4 separate regions of the Mus musculus genome follow, and regions 2, 3 and 4 are each linked to region 1. The links are chromatin contacts, called in public HiChIP or PLAC-seq and Micro-C maps. All regions are on one chromosome and are shown on one strand. Each heading gives the region's core, a stretch centred on a gene start, on an enhancer-like site or on the middle of the called end of the contact. The rest is flanking DNA. Distances are from core to core; before and after follow the strand shown.

The links. Hi-C and Micro-C count contacts between places; a contact is called where the count stands out from the background. HiChIP or PLAC-seq counts read pairs in DNA pulled down with a chosen protein or histone mark.
Region 2: a Micro-C map of the HL-1 cell line shows a contact between it and region 1, with 6 times the contacts expected there. The contact joins the enhancer-like site here to the promoter of Inhba in region 1. A contact is called at or near these places in 6 of 39 promoter capture datasets (the 3T3-L1 cell line, cranial neural crest, frontonasal cranial neural crest and 3 more), 8 of 484 Hi-C or Micro-C datasets (the AML12 cell line, the HL-1 cell line, adipose-derived mesenchymal stem cells and 3 more), 5 of 115 datasets of contacts at active chromatin or transcription factors (the NIH/3T3 cell line, cardiomyocytes, craniofacial prominence and 2 more) and 3 of 9 other capture datasets (adipose tissue, liver and pancreatic islet).
Region 3: a contact with region 1 is called in a Micro-C map of granulosa cells, with 3 times the contacts expected there. The contact joins the enhancer-like site here to the promoter of Inhba in region 1. A contact is called at or near these places in 1 of 39 promoter capture datasets (frontonasal cranial neural crest), 2 of 484 Hi-C or Micro-C datasets (the AML12 cell line and granulosa cells) and 3 of 115 datasets of contacts at active chromatin or transcription factors (bone marrow-derived macrophages, craniofacial prominence and stem cell-derived neural progenitor cells).
Region 4: a contact with region 1 is called in an H3K4me3 HiChIP or PLAC-seq map of bone marrow-derived macrophages, with 6 times the contacts expected there. The contact joins the enhancer-like site here to the promoter of Inhba in region 1. A contact is called at or near these places in 6 of 484 Hi-C or Micro-C datasets (the HPC-5 cell line, Th17 cells, bone marrow-derived macrophages and 1 more), 1 of 115 datasets of contacts at active chromatin or transcription factors (bone marrow-derived macrophages) and 1 of 9 other capture datasets (liver).

Annotation. Positions count from the first base shown.
Region 1 is chr13:16,010,298-16,013,386 of GRCm38.p6, reverse strand. It overlaps Inhba (inhibin beta-A), which reads right to left and starts at 1,536. Exons shown (of 5, transcript NM_008380.2): 1 at 1,297-1,536; 2 at 1,001-1,187. It also overlaps the pseudogene B230303A05Rik.
Region 2 is chr13:16,214,964-16,218,052 of GRCm38.p6, reverse strand. All of the region lies in intron 6 of Gm31711 (a long non-coding RNA gene), which reads left to right. Among named protein-coding and RNA genes, the nearest start is that of Gm31711, 45 kb to the left of the region's middle. Within about 2 kb of position 1,547, at least 11 of the 459 cell types and tissues checked have an H3K27ac peak or open chromatin away from gene starts, as enhancers often do. A contact at or near this core is called in the HL-1 cell line, where this site is marked.
Region 3 is chr13:16,197,572-16,200,660 of GRCm38.p6, reverse strand. The region is part of intron 8 of Gm31711 (a long non-coding RNA gene); the gene reads left to right. Among named protein-coding and RNA genes, the nearest start is that of Gm31711, 62 kb to the left of the region's middle. Within about 2 kb of position 1,455, at least 4 of the 459 cell types and tissues checked have an H3K27ac peak or open chromatin away from gene starts, as enhancers often do. A contact at or near this core is called in granulosa cells, where this site is marked.
Region 4 is chr13:15,844,640-15,847,728 of GRCm38.p6, reverse strand. It overlaps the pseudogene B230303A05Rik. Among named protein-coding and RNA genes, the nearest start is that of A530046M15Rik, 39 kb to the right of the region's middle. Within about 2 kb of position 1,683, at least 85 of the 459 cell types and tissues checked have an H3K27ac peak or open chromatin away from gene starts, as enhancers often do. A contact at or near this core is called in the HPC-5 cell line, Th17 cells, bone marrow-derived macrophages and 1 more, where this site is marked.

The sequences.
Region 1 (3,089 bases), core at 287-2,786:
ACTGTGCCCATAAGCAAACTGTAGAGGCTCTGGTCTCCTGATGTGAAGTGGGGAAGGTTTCTTTATGACACCAGGAGCTGTCTGTGAAAGGGTCTCTCTTGAGGGCTTTCAAAGTGTGGATGCTAGCTATATGTGGGGGAAGGGGAGGGGCAAGGGGAAGGAGTATTCTAAGATCCGCATAAGAGAACTGAAGTAGGAAATAAAGTTGCAGGGGAAAATGACAGGAATATGGGTGGCAAAGACAGAAAGATAATCAGTGATAGTCATTTCCATTCCAACCCCAACCCCGGGGTGAACATAAACCTTTGGAAGAGAGGCACTTCCATGCTGTTTGATAAGAATCCCTGAGCATCTAAACTCATTTCTTGCCTCACACATAACTTCAGGGAAAGTCCCACTTGCACCCGAATGTAGATTGTAGACTGGCTTGGCACAGAAAAGTGCCCGAATCAGACCCCAGCTCCGGGGCGCCCTCCTAATTTAAACTCAAGCCTCAGTGTTTCCATCTATAAAGTGGGATGTATAATTTCAGGATCAAAACTCAGTGGTCACAAAAGAATGTTATTTCGGAGCATCCCTGTAGTTTCTTAAGCATGTGTGTCATAAGAATGTTCAAGACCCTGACTGCAGGGGCCGCCTCACACAGGGTCACTCTGAGACCCTGTTGGCCTTTGACACCCTGAAAGTGCCAACCTGCTAAGCCAGTCTAGCAGCTATGACGTAGCTGAATCTCCCCCAACCTCAGAGCTGGAACCACTTTGGGAAAGCCTCCTCTCCTCCATGGAAATCCAGGTGGGGGTGGTGGAGGAAGCAGGTAGGTTAAAATGCTTCTGTGGAATATTCTGGGCTGAGGATCAGCGTTTCCCAGCTGAATTCCAGGGCCCAGGGCGTGCGCTGGTCAGCGCAGCTCTGAGCGGGGTTGGTTTCTCTTTCACTTCCTGCCCCTCCCGCGGAGACTCCCTGCACCCAGGCCCTGTCCCTTTTCAGCTTGCCACCGTACCTTGAGCAGCACCTGCTGGCAGTTTCCAGGGATCACTCCCGAATGCGCAGCTCCAGCCCGGCTCGCGGGACGCCTGGACTCAGGGGCCAAGCTGGTCCAAGCGGCCGCCTCTATTTTTACCCTGAACACCAGCAAGGGCAACTTCGTTTAAAAGCGCAGCTCTTGATTTTTCCCCCCCTTTTGGCAGCTAAAGAATTCAGGGAGGGGAAAGAAAAAAAAAAAATCACTGTTCAGTGAGTGCAGCCGGGAATCTCTGATCCCAGCCCTCGGTGCCAGGGAATGTCAGGGACCAGGACCTGCAGTGGGGCTGCCGGTCTCCTGGCCAACGGAGGCGAGCGGCAGCTCAGGCCCCGCACCCGCAGACTGCCCCTTCCCGAGTGTAGAGTTCGGTCCCACCGACTACCGCACTGGCAGAGTGGCCCGCTGCCACCGCGCTCTGCACCTAGCGGAGGCGTTCTGATTTACTGGCTACTTCACAAAGCTCCAACTCCACGCTGGCCCGGTGCTGCCTGGAGGAGCAGCCACTAGCGAACCCCGGGAGCAGCTTGCTGTGAGGAGGAGCCCGGAGGGAAACTGGTACCTTATTTTACTGTAATTGCAAAAGAAGAGATGTGCCAGAGATTTATATTTAGAAGTTGTATGTTTCTACTTTTATGTAAATGGAGCAATTAGGGCCTGTCTTGTTTCTGCTAACTCGGATGCGTGAGCATTGCTGGGGAGCTGGTGTTTTCAATCACAATTAGTGAGCTGGTCAAGAAACAAAGTTCCTTTGAGGATAGAGCTCCTTTGTGTGGATGAGGGAAACCTGCGTTTCAGTGCTGGCCGGTGGCTTGTGGTGACACACATCTTAGGGGCATAGCTAACTCTGGACTAGTGTGTTTGCCCTGTGCAGCAGCTGGGCCCATATAAAGTTGGCAGAGATCAAGTCGTGAGAATATTCACTTTTCCTCTCAAGCAAACCGTATGTCCTTAAGCTTTCATGCAGGCTATTAATCGCTCTTCCCTCACTATCCCTGAAGCAAGGAGACAGGCTTGGAAAGGAAGCCGTTTTCCACGACTCTGACTCTGTGGTTAGCTGCTGCTCACAGATCCTGTGATTCAGTGAAACATGCAAGCCAGAGAATGTGGACACCTTAAGCAGGTGACTGACAAGTGTCCTCTGATTCAACTGAATGACAGGAGGCTGGTGGTTCAGAGGCACAGACAAGCTGCTGATAACTCAGGGTGTTTGGTTCCTTCCTATGAAAAATCTGTTTCAAAAAAAAAAATTCATGATTTCTGCCTGCCTTGCTGGGAAAGTAAACATGAAACGTGACTATAAAAATGAAAAGAACCTTTGAGGTGTTCTCATCAGCTACGTGTTGTTCTGGGCTTAAGGGGTGGTGGGGGGGGGGGGAAGACCTGGCCTCCTTGGTTAGGGTTACCCTCTCCCCCACAAGAGACAGCACAACATCCAGAAAACATGGGCAGGACTCTGAATGATATTTGCTGCAGTAAACTGTGGAAGTCCCTGTCTAACCATCCCATCAAACGGCTTTGGTAGAGTATGGGGTTGGCAAACCTGTCTGTTTCCTACAGGCCACAGCCTGCAACTAGTTTGGGCCAAATGTTAGATACCAGGATTTGGGCCAGAGATGGAGCGGCACTTTGCAGTCAAAAATCCAACTAGGGGGCTGTGTGCTTCTAAGCTAGAACAAGAATGAATAGTTCAAAACCGAACTGGAAAGGGGGGCATTCACATTGCTCTGAACTGTATCCAAAACAACAAATAAGAGACGGTTAACCCCAAACTCCCTGATTCCTAAGACTCACATTTTTTCTCAGAACCACCTGAGTATCCCTTCAGGCCTCATGCTGTCTATGAGGACCTGCCTTCAGGATATTGAAGACTGTCATCTGAACAGTGGCCCCAGATGCTACAGTTAAAAAATGGGAAAAGAAAAAGAAGGAAAAATTCCGTAAGTAAAGCGTTGTTGTTCACTCCAGAACAGCGGTTCTCAGCTGAACTGGTTTCTCTCTCCGGGACATCTGACAATGCGTTCAGCTGTCATAACCAGGAAGGAGGTGCCACTGGCATCTACTGAACAGA
Region 2 (3,089 bases), core at 298-2,797, 200 kb before region 1:
TCTCTCTTCACTCCAGTCCCTTTTGTGTCTTCCCTGCTTCCTCTCAAATTTATCGTCTCTTACTCTATTATTATTATTATTATTATTATTATTATTATTATTATATACATACAACAGTTGATTGAGTCCATTTAATGTTTTTAACCTGTATATGTTTTTAAATAACTATTTGATATTGAACAAGAATGTAGGAGGCTCATTGCAAGGGAAAACTAGGTCTCACCTCTCAACAGTCATTAACTGCTTTTCTTCTAGATGTGGAGGCCAGTTCATTTTCCCCATCTACCATTTAGGGATGTTAATGTGTGGTATCATCATTCAGGTCTTGTTTTACACAGCCATATTATTGTAATTGCATGGTGCATCTTACCTATCATATATTATACATGATATATCATGTATTATATATGATATATAATATATAATTGTTATATATTATTATGTGATATCATATTATTATATCATCATTATAATATTATATAGTATTATATTATTATATAATATTATAATAGATAGGTTTGACACTTATCTATTAGACCTCCATCTATCTATCATACTTAATAAATTTTAACTCTAAATGGATCAAAGTCCCCAATGTGAAACTTGAAAGTTGAAATCTTTTCCCATTTTATGAACACGACTTTATTCACACAAGAAGTAAGGCCAACAACTGATAATTTCCTCATAAAACTGAAAAGGTTCTGTACATGTAAGAAAACAATCGTCCTATGAGGCAGAAAACACAAAGCCTATTCTCTGAAGACGAGCTTTCACAGTATCCGAAGGCAGTATGCAAGCCACTAAAGGAAAAAAGGATTTAGGAATCTTACATGACTGTGATCCACAACAATGAACACCATGGCCCTATAAAGGCACATATTTGGAAGTAATCAATGAAATTCTTTTAATATGCTATTGTGGGACTGTGAGAGACAGCCCGTTTTCTGGTTGAGCTATGTTTAAACCCTGGAGACCTAGCTGGTGTTCTTTGCCACGTTCCCAGACACTGGGCTCCTGACACGAGGCCCCAGCTCTCCATAGTTCTGTGGCCATCCCTCACATAGGGCAATTCCCCACACACCTCCACAGGTAGAGGATGTGACTACAGCTCAAGTGAACTCAAGACAAATCTCTGTGTTAATGAGCTCCCTAAAGGTCTGAAGGGCTTTGTCAATTAAGCTCTCCTTCCCAGAGACTGCTCCCTGCAAAAAGTATTTAACCTCCGGCCTGCCCTGAGAAAGTGGGGTACAGTTTCACTCATCACAACTCTCGACCATAGCAATAAATGCTTTAAAACCATGGACTGTCTCTTGGAGCAGATCTTCCTCTAAAGAGCAGTGCCCAATCTCCCACACGCAGCCTCTCTGTGTTCTCAGCCAACATAGTCTCCACCAAGCCAAGCCACTCTACAGAGTAAGCCAGGGACACTCTCCTCCTAGCCGGAACCAGCCAGGGCTCTCTCCTCTAGCCCTTTCCCTTTCTGTCCCAGGCTATGGGTCCTGCGGCTTCTCACAGTCCAATGTGTGTAGTCAAACTTCCTGTCCAACTTGGCCCAGCAGCCCGAGCCCTGGGCCAGCCACAGGTCACCCATGTTAACCCATATGTTATGTCTAATGTCATACTTCACCATTTGATTTTTGTTATGAATCACAAATGATTCATAAATATTTTAACTAGTGAGAACTGACATTAACTATAGCCTGACACTTTCAGGACTCAGTATTTTCTTCCCTCGTATCTACTCTCGACAGTGTTGATTATTTGGACAGCAAATATGATCATTAAAGATAAGTGCTTTGAATTTACCCTCTGACTTGCTCATCTCTTGTAATCAACTAATGAACAAGCTTACTTTCTAAAATCATCTAGAGACCACTGCATTTATATAGGCTGTGAGTATAGTTCCTCTCTTTTACATCACTTCTCAAGAGGTCTTTCTCCCTAATATACTAGATAATATTCTCCACACTAGGCAATGCCAACTAAGACATAGATCTGAATGAAATACCTCCAACTTATGTCCTAAGTTTAAGTCTTTACCCACACTCACGATCCTCTCTCACTTCACCCTTCCTATAGCTCTTCATCTGCCTGGCCATATACCATGCTATTATATGGTACTATGCATACATGGTATGACTTATGTTTCATTATCATGCCTCTTACATGCTGCCTCTCCATGTGCAACATTCACACTGTTTTGACTAACTATATTAAGTATCTTGTTCATCCATGAAGAGTCCCTTCCCTTCTAAGACTAATTTATCCTACCCTAACTTCCTTCATTTTAGTCTTTGTTTTTATTGAAAATTGATTTTATACACTATATTCTGGTCATCATTTCCCAAACTCCTCTCAGAGCCTCCCTACCTCTTGCCCAACTCTCTCTCTCTCTCTCTCTCTCTCTCTCTCTCTCTCTCTCTCTCTCTCTCTCTTCCTCTCCTCTCCTCTCCTTTCAATCACACACACACCCATTTTTAAAAAATCAGGTAGCTAAAATAAAGAATAAAGACAAACAGCTGGGCAGTGGTGGTGCATACCTTTAATCCCAGCACTTGGGAGGCAGAGGCCGGTGGATTTCTGAGTTCAAGGCCGGCCTGGTCTACAGAGTGAGTTCCAGGACAGCCAAGGCTACCTGTCTTGAAAATAAAAACCAAAAAAAGAAAGAAAGAAAGAAAGGAAGGAAGGAAGGAAGGAAGGAAGGAAGGAAGGAAGGAAGAAAGGAAGGAGAAAAACAAACAAACCAAAAACAAACAAAAAAAAAAAAAAGGAAAAAAGAAAAGAAAAAAAGTCAAAGAAAAAGCTCCAGAAACACAGACAGACCCAGGGACACACACTCACATACACAAAAACCCATAAAATATAAAATTAGATATCACAATATATAAGTAAGAAACATATAAGTTAAAACATGCCCAGCCAAAGCATAATGAAGCAAACAAGAAAATATCTCCAAACCATATCATTAAGTTTGTTTTGGGTTGGCCAGACTAGTATCAGAAAAATGGTACCTGATGAACATCTCTCTTAAATAAATGAGAATATCTTTGTATTTTTAGAACCTTGCATGGTTCCCAAAAATAGCAAGG
Region 3 (3,089 bases), core at 206-2,705, 190 kb before region 1:
CAGGTAGAACTGTCACAGCCTTCTCTCCCTTACATCTACCATCTTTCATGGTTTTGTGTGGACTTATGTTTCTTCTTTGCTTGCTTGCTTGTTTGTTTTAAAAGTTTAAGGATTTTTTTTAAGTCTATAAGGCAATATTACTCTGCATGTGAAAGAAAAATAACCACGGGAAGCATCCCATGGTTACACGCAGAGGCCAGCCCTTACTTTCTAATCATGTTCCATTCAGTTGTTATCCTTGCTTTAAAAAGTTTATTTTTACCTTGAATATGAGGTTTGACACAGGAAACTAGAGAAACTATTTTTATCATAATTTCCAAACAATGTTACGGTGAACATCACTTTGTGTCTTCCTCAGGAATGTGCTGGGGAACTAGTTTCTGTGTCATGAGCCTCTTCTCATAGCTGTTGTGGTTACACCTGTTCAACTTCCTCTCCTCAAGCTCTTTTAGGGGGTCACTTCTCTGGTTGTTTGTTTGTGAAACCTCATTTGGTAGTTTAATGATTATGCCACTTCAGAGAACATGTACAAAGAGATAATTAGCATTTACTCACAAATGGGGAGTAGTAGAGAAGATTTAATCACTGTGGGGCTCTGAGTCATTTAAGCCTATGTTCCAGATGATTCTTATTCAATGAAAACTGTCGCATTTATTTCTGGTTGCCCCCCCCCTTTTTTTTTACTATTTCTAATTATTATTTCATCTTTAAGTGACAAAAATCTCTAAAACGTGCTGTCACTCTGCATTGTTTTCTCAAGAGCCTGTAGTCGCGCTGAAAATTCAACATTTTTAATAGAGACGCACGTGTTTATCCTCAAAAACTGAGTCATCACTAATGTTCTATTTCCAAGCCCTACTGCTGTTAGGTTGTAGATAATGCCAGGAGAGCTACTGGACAAATTTAAAGATATATTACTTTATCTTTGTAAAGCATTTTGATAACTTAACCAATTTTTGCCATGTGTTGTAAAATTACCACCTTGTGACTTGGATACTGTAATACCTCTTGTTTAAGGAAGCTATATTGAGAATCTTGGAAATAGTAACTCAGTCCAGAATACAGAGACTTATAATTGTGCAAATTCCTGATCTTCTTCCTCTATGACATAACATCTTCTATTTATATTCATATCTAACTGGCCTGCAAGACATTCCTCATGCAGTGTTTTGTTTGTTTGCTTGTTTTGTTTGTTTTGTTTGTTTGCTTGGTTGGTAGATTGATTGGTTTGATTTGGGTTTTTTGTTTGTTTGGGTTTGGGTATTCCGTCTATAAGGCTAACAAGGGTAAGATGGCCTGGGATAGTTTTTAAATCAAATTGTTTGGATTGCCAAATCATTACCAGTAACACAAAAGATTTGAAAATTACACAGGCTCCTGAATAACTAGGGAGCAGGAGCCTTGCCTACGTTTGCCTTGTATAGTCAGAGAACATTACTATCACACAAACCAGACCTTGGGCTGTGTCAGGCCGAGGTCGCCTCGGTTCCAGTAAGCCAGAGCAGCAAGGCAGAGGAGAGAGAATCACATTTGCACACATATGTTTTGAAATAAGCCACTTAGGCTAACATTATTTCCTCCTACACAAAATAAAAGTTCTGGAGAAGAGAATGAAGCAGAATCTTTGGTTTTGTTTATTTCAGAAAACTAGAGTTCTGTTAAGCCACATATGGCAAAGGAATAAATAATATTGCTGAAATAGTAACACTGACTATTGTGGAGGTTTTAAGGAAAGATATTCTCTTACCTAACGCCAACCATATTACATCCTCACAAATTACCTATTCACCAAATCAGAGTTCAAAGACCCTATAACTCCTCTAGTCTGCTCAAAACAATGGCTGTGCTGACTCACTTGCTCCAATTGTCTCAATTTTCAGCCTGCACTTTCTGTGATTCTGTGTATTTCCAAGTAAAGACATTTCATTAGATTTTCTTTGAACTGATCTTTGGATCCTTTTCTTTTCCGCCACGATACTGTCAGTGCTGAGCACAGGAACAGCACAGCAAAGGTAGCAAAACACCTTCCTGACTCCATGAAGCTTGACAAGTAATCAAATTATCCAATGAAACTTACACACAAGGATTACAGAATCAAGCTAAAATACATACCTACCCCAGGGCTCCTGAAAGTCAATGTTATCCTACTAGAAGCTTCTGTAAAATCTTCATGGAGAAAAGTAGATATGTATAAACATATATCATGAAAGAGAAACGTGACTTCATGTCAAGAAACAAAGCAAGGGAATAAGAGGTAACTACATAGAGATTTGGTTCATAAATAAAGTCATGCATGGGGCTGTATAATACTAAGGTATCGAAACTATCACCTAAATTTCTAAAAAGACTTGCCCCAAGGTTCTGTTGGAAATGTTTTGAGGCCAAGAAGGGAGAGGTTAAAGAGATACTTTGTTAGCCATGTCAAGGAGTCAAGTATGAATGACTGAAGATTAGAATTACATATATGTATAGACATCACATTTAATTAAAAGGAACTAGGATCCACAACTCTTGACGATGATTGGGCATGGAAATGTAGAAAGTTAGTTAGATTTGTGATTTTACAAATGAGAAAAAGAAAATTTACCTTAATTAAAGGTTTGAGATGTTAATCTCCTAAAACTGAGTATATCTTAATGCAGAAAGAAGGACAGCAGAGGCGGAGGCTGGCTTGGACTGCCATTGTTGATTTAGACATTAATTTTAAGGTGCTTGATATTCTCAGGCAGGCAGGACGAGGAAGCAAATGGAAATGCAGACAAGAGTAGCCAGCCATATATAAGGAATAAACAATGAATATAGGATGCATTTGACAATGGTTCTGACTGTGGTCATGAAACTGGAGAATGTGAAGAAATGGAAAGACTCAAAGCAACTCTGGCATGAATGGAGAAGTCAAGAGTGGAAAATAGGCAAGGAGGCTACAGACAAAGAAAGCTGATAAAGAATCCTCAGCCACATGGAGAGCTGGAAGGAGGAGAACCTATACTGGCTAATGTTATGTCAATTTAAGTCAAGGTCATTTGGGAGGAGTTAAGCTCAGTGGAGAGAATGCCTCCATCAGATTGTCTTGTGGAAACGACTGTGGT
Region 4 (3,089 bases), core at 434-2,933, 170 kb after region 1:
GATGACCCTGCAAAGTGGTGACTCTCATCCCATCAGTTGAGACTCAGAACAGAAGGAAAACACAAGAATACCCAAGAAGGGAGACGTCCACCAGTCAGGGTTGCAGATTTTAGTTTAGTCTCTGAGTCTGTGTGCAGCCTGTGGCCTGTTCTGTCCAGACTTATTAAACAGCAACATATTCCTCAAACAATCTCTCAATCTCTTGATAGGCATATAGATGATCAGCATGGATGATGGATGGTAGATCCGGATCGACAGACAGGCAGACAGATGGAAACAGATAACTGAGATAATAGAGATAGTATATAGAAGACAGGGAAAATAGACACAGATAGGAAATAGATTGGTCCCTACATGTTCTTTTCTGTGTATGGCTGTGCACATTTCTCAGTGATTTTAACACTTCTGGGTCTAAGATTCAAACATGTCTTGGTCTGATTCCAGAGCTTAAACTCTTTTCCTGACACCAGAACTTGACTGTGATTGTCAGATACTGAATGACTCCATTGTATTTAATCCATTCCTTCATTCATTCCAGAGACTTTTAGAAAGTAACTTTTACCTTTTCAGTACTGAGCTGGACTATAAAAATGCAGAATAATAATAAGTCCTGCCTTGGCACGAAGGACGTATTTGAACTAGCTAAACATGAAGGACAATGATTCCTCTGGCAGAAGAAGCTCCTTCAAGAAGACCCACAGAATATGTGTGAATGAGGGGTGGGAAAAAAGATGGAGAGGGAGAGAGAGAGACAGAGAGACAGAGACAGAGAGAAAGAGAGATAGAGAGAGGTTGGATCCCACACATAAGCAGGAACGTCCCAGTTGAGGCAGAGATGGGTATGTGCGTCAGCAGGAACCAGCCTTCTCCTGTACTCTGATGCAGTTTGTTAGGGCTTCTGATTTTGCCCAAGACACAGAGAGAAACACCAGGCTTATCTGCACGAGGCAGTTAAAGGTGTAGATGTCTGTGGTCACGTGAGTTACTGGCAGAGAGGTGGAGGCTCTGACACAATCAGGGCACAGAAATTGCATCAAGAATAGGGTAGCATTATGGGCACAGGGACTACAGTCACAGAGAAGCAGCAGCTGGTCACAGATAATGATATTAACAGAGAGACCTCTCCAGTCTTGGTTTCTGTGTGACAACAGAGGGGGCTCTCCTTACTTTCTTCTCCTCCCCCTTTCCCTTATTACTTTTTTTTTCAATTCTCCCTCCACCTCCAGCTCTGTGAGTGGCATGTAGAAAACTTGTACCTAGGGGAGGAGATCTGGAACACCTTATCTAACATTTGGTCTGAAAAAAGTCAGGGCTATGACTTCACATCAAGTCCTAAACTGCCACCTGTGACATGGAAATGAACTCTTGACCCAAAGCCCCAGCTTTTACACTCACCTGGAGACATAGCTATTGCATGAAACACCAGGCTAACTCAGTTTAACCAAAGGCAGTCACCTGGGTGCACCCACTTCCTTCCTAGTGTGTAGCTGAGGGCCGGGAGAAAAGAAAATGAAATGAGAACCACCACTGCAGTACCAATCTGTAAAATGACTGTAGCACAATTCTGCAAGCTCTGCAGCTGAGAAGGAATTCTCTAAACTTCAGCCTCTTCTGGGTCCCTCCTAGCAACTGGCCTACAGAAGAGCTCAGAGCCTGGAGCCTGGATGCCTGACTAATGCCTCAGAAGGATGTCTCAGATCATGTGACACAACAGAGGCTTTCAGCAGTAAGAGGCAGTGGCTAAGTAAAAGCAGCCTTGGCATGCTACTCAGGAAGTGGGCAACTGCTCAATCAAGCACTCAGCAAGGGCCTGTTTGGCATGTATGGTGGCTTAAATGTGCTTGGCTTATGGGAAGTGGCACTAATAGAAGATGTGGCCTTGTTGGAATAGATATGGCCTTGCTGGAGAAAGTGTGTCACTGAGTAGACAGGTTTTAAGGTCTTCTAGTGTTCCAGCCCCACCCACTGCAGAAGAGAGCCTCCTCCTCCTGGTTGCCTGTGGATCAAGATGGAGAACTTTCAGCTCCTCCAGCACCAAGAATGCCTGTAGGGTACTATGACTGTGGAATGGCAACCCCAGTCCTTCACTTGATGCCCTGTCCACTGGAAGTAGACTCTACAAGTTACCTTTCCCCACTGTTGGGCATTTCATCTAAAATAACATTGAATCATAAGAGCCTTTCATCTCCCAGGCCTCTCGTATATTCTAGAGGATTCCCCCCCACCCCATCCATTTCCATTCTTTCTGCTGGCCCTCAGGACTTCTCTCCCCCATGTTCCCCTTACTCAGACCCAAAAGAACATACATGGTATATACTCACTAATAAGTGGATATTAGCTCAAAAAAGTACAGAATACCTAGGATACAATCCACCGAACCCAAGATGGTTAACAAGCTGAAGGATGCTTCAATCCCACTTGGGAGGGAGAAGAGAGCAACCATGGAAGCAGAGAGAGGGCACGACCTTGGTGAAAGAGGGGAGGGGGAGGGGAAGAGAGTTACATCCTTAGGCAGAGGCAGAGAGCAAAACTGGGCCTGTCATGGACTTTTGAAACCTCATAGCTCACTCCAAGTGCTATACCTCCTCCAACAAGGCCATGCCTAATCCTCCTAATCATTTCAAACAGTTCCATTCCCTGGTGGCTAAGCTTTCAAATATATGAGCCTATTAGGGGGAGGATACTGAAAGGGGGGACAATCTCATTCAAACTACCACACCAAACAACCAAGAAAATTCTGTCATTTCAAAAACACAGTAAAGAATGACTTCCTCTGGCTCCATGGTATCTTCAGCAGGAAGGGGAGTTACTGCAAAGGCACAAGATGTTTATGTTGTCAGAGAGACTTCGGTTTAGTGAGACAGAACGCTCTTTATCTATTTCTTTCAACACAAGAGAAGAAACTCTAAGGTCCTTTAGTCCTTGGATCCTGAAGATCTTAGCTGACTGATTTCATCGTGCTCCTGCGAGTCACATGTTAGGTCTATCTCCAGCAAACACCCAGAGGAGTCTTCTGTTCATTTAACATAAAAGTCTCACCCATGGCTCCTTCACTTTGTTTAACTTAATTTTACTATTCTTTTTGGAGC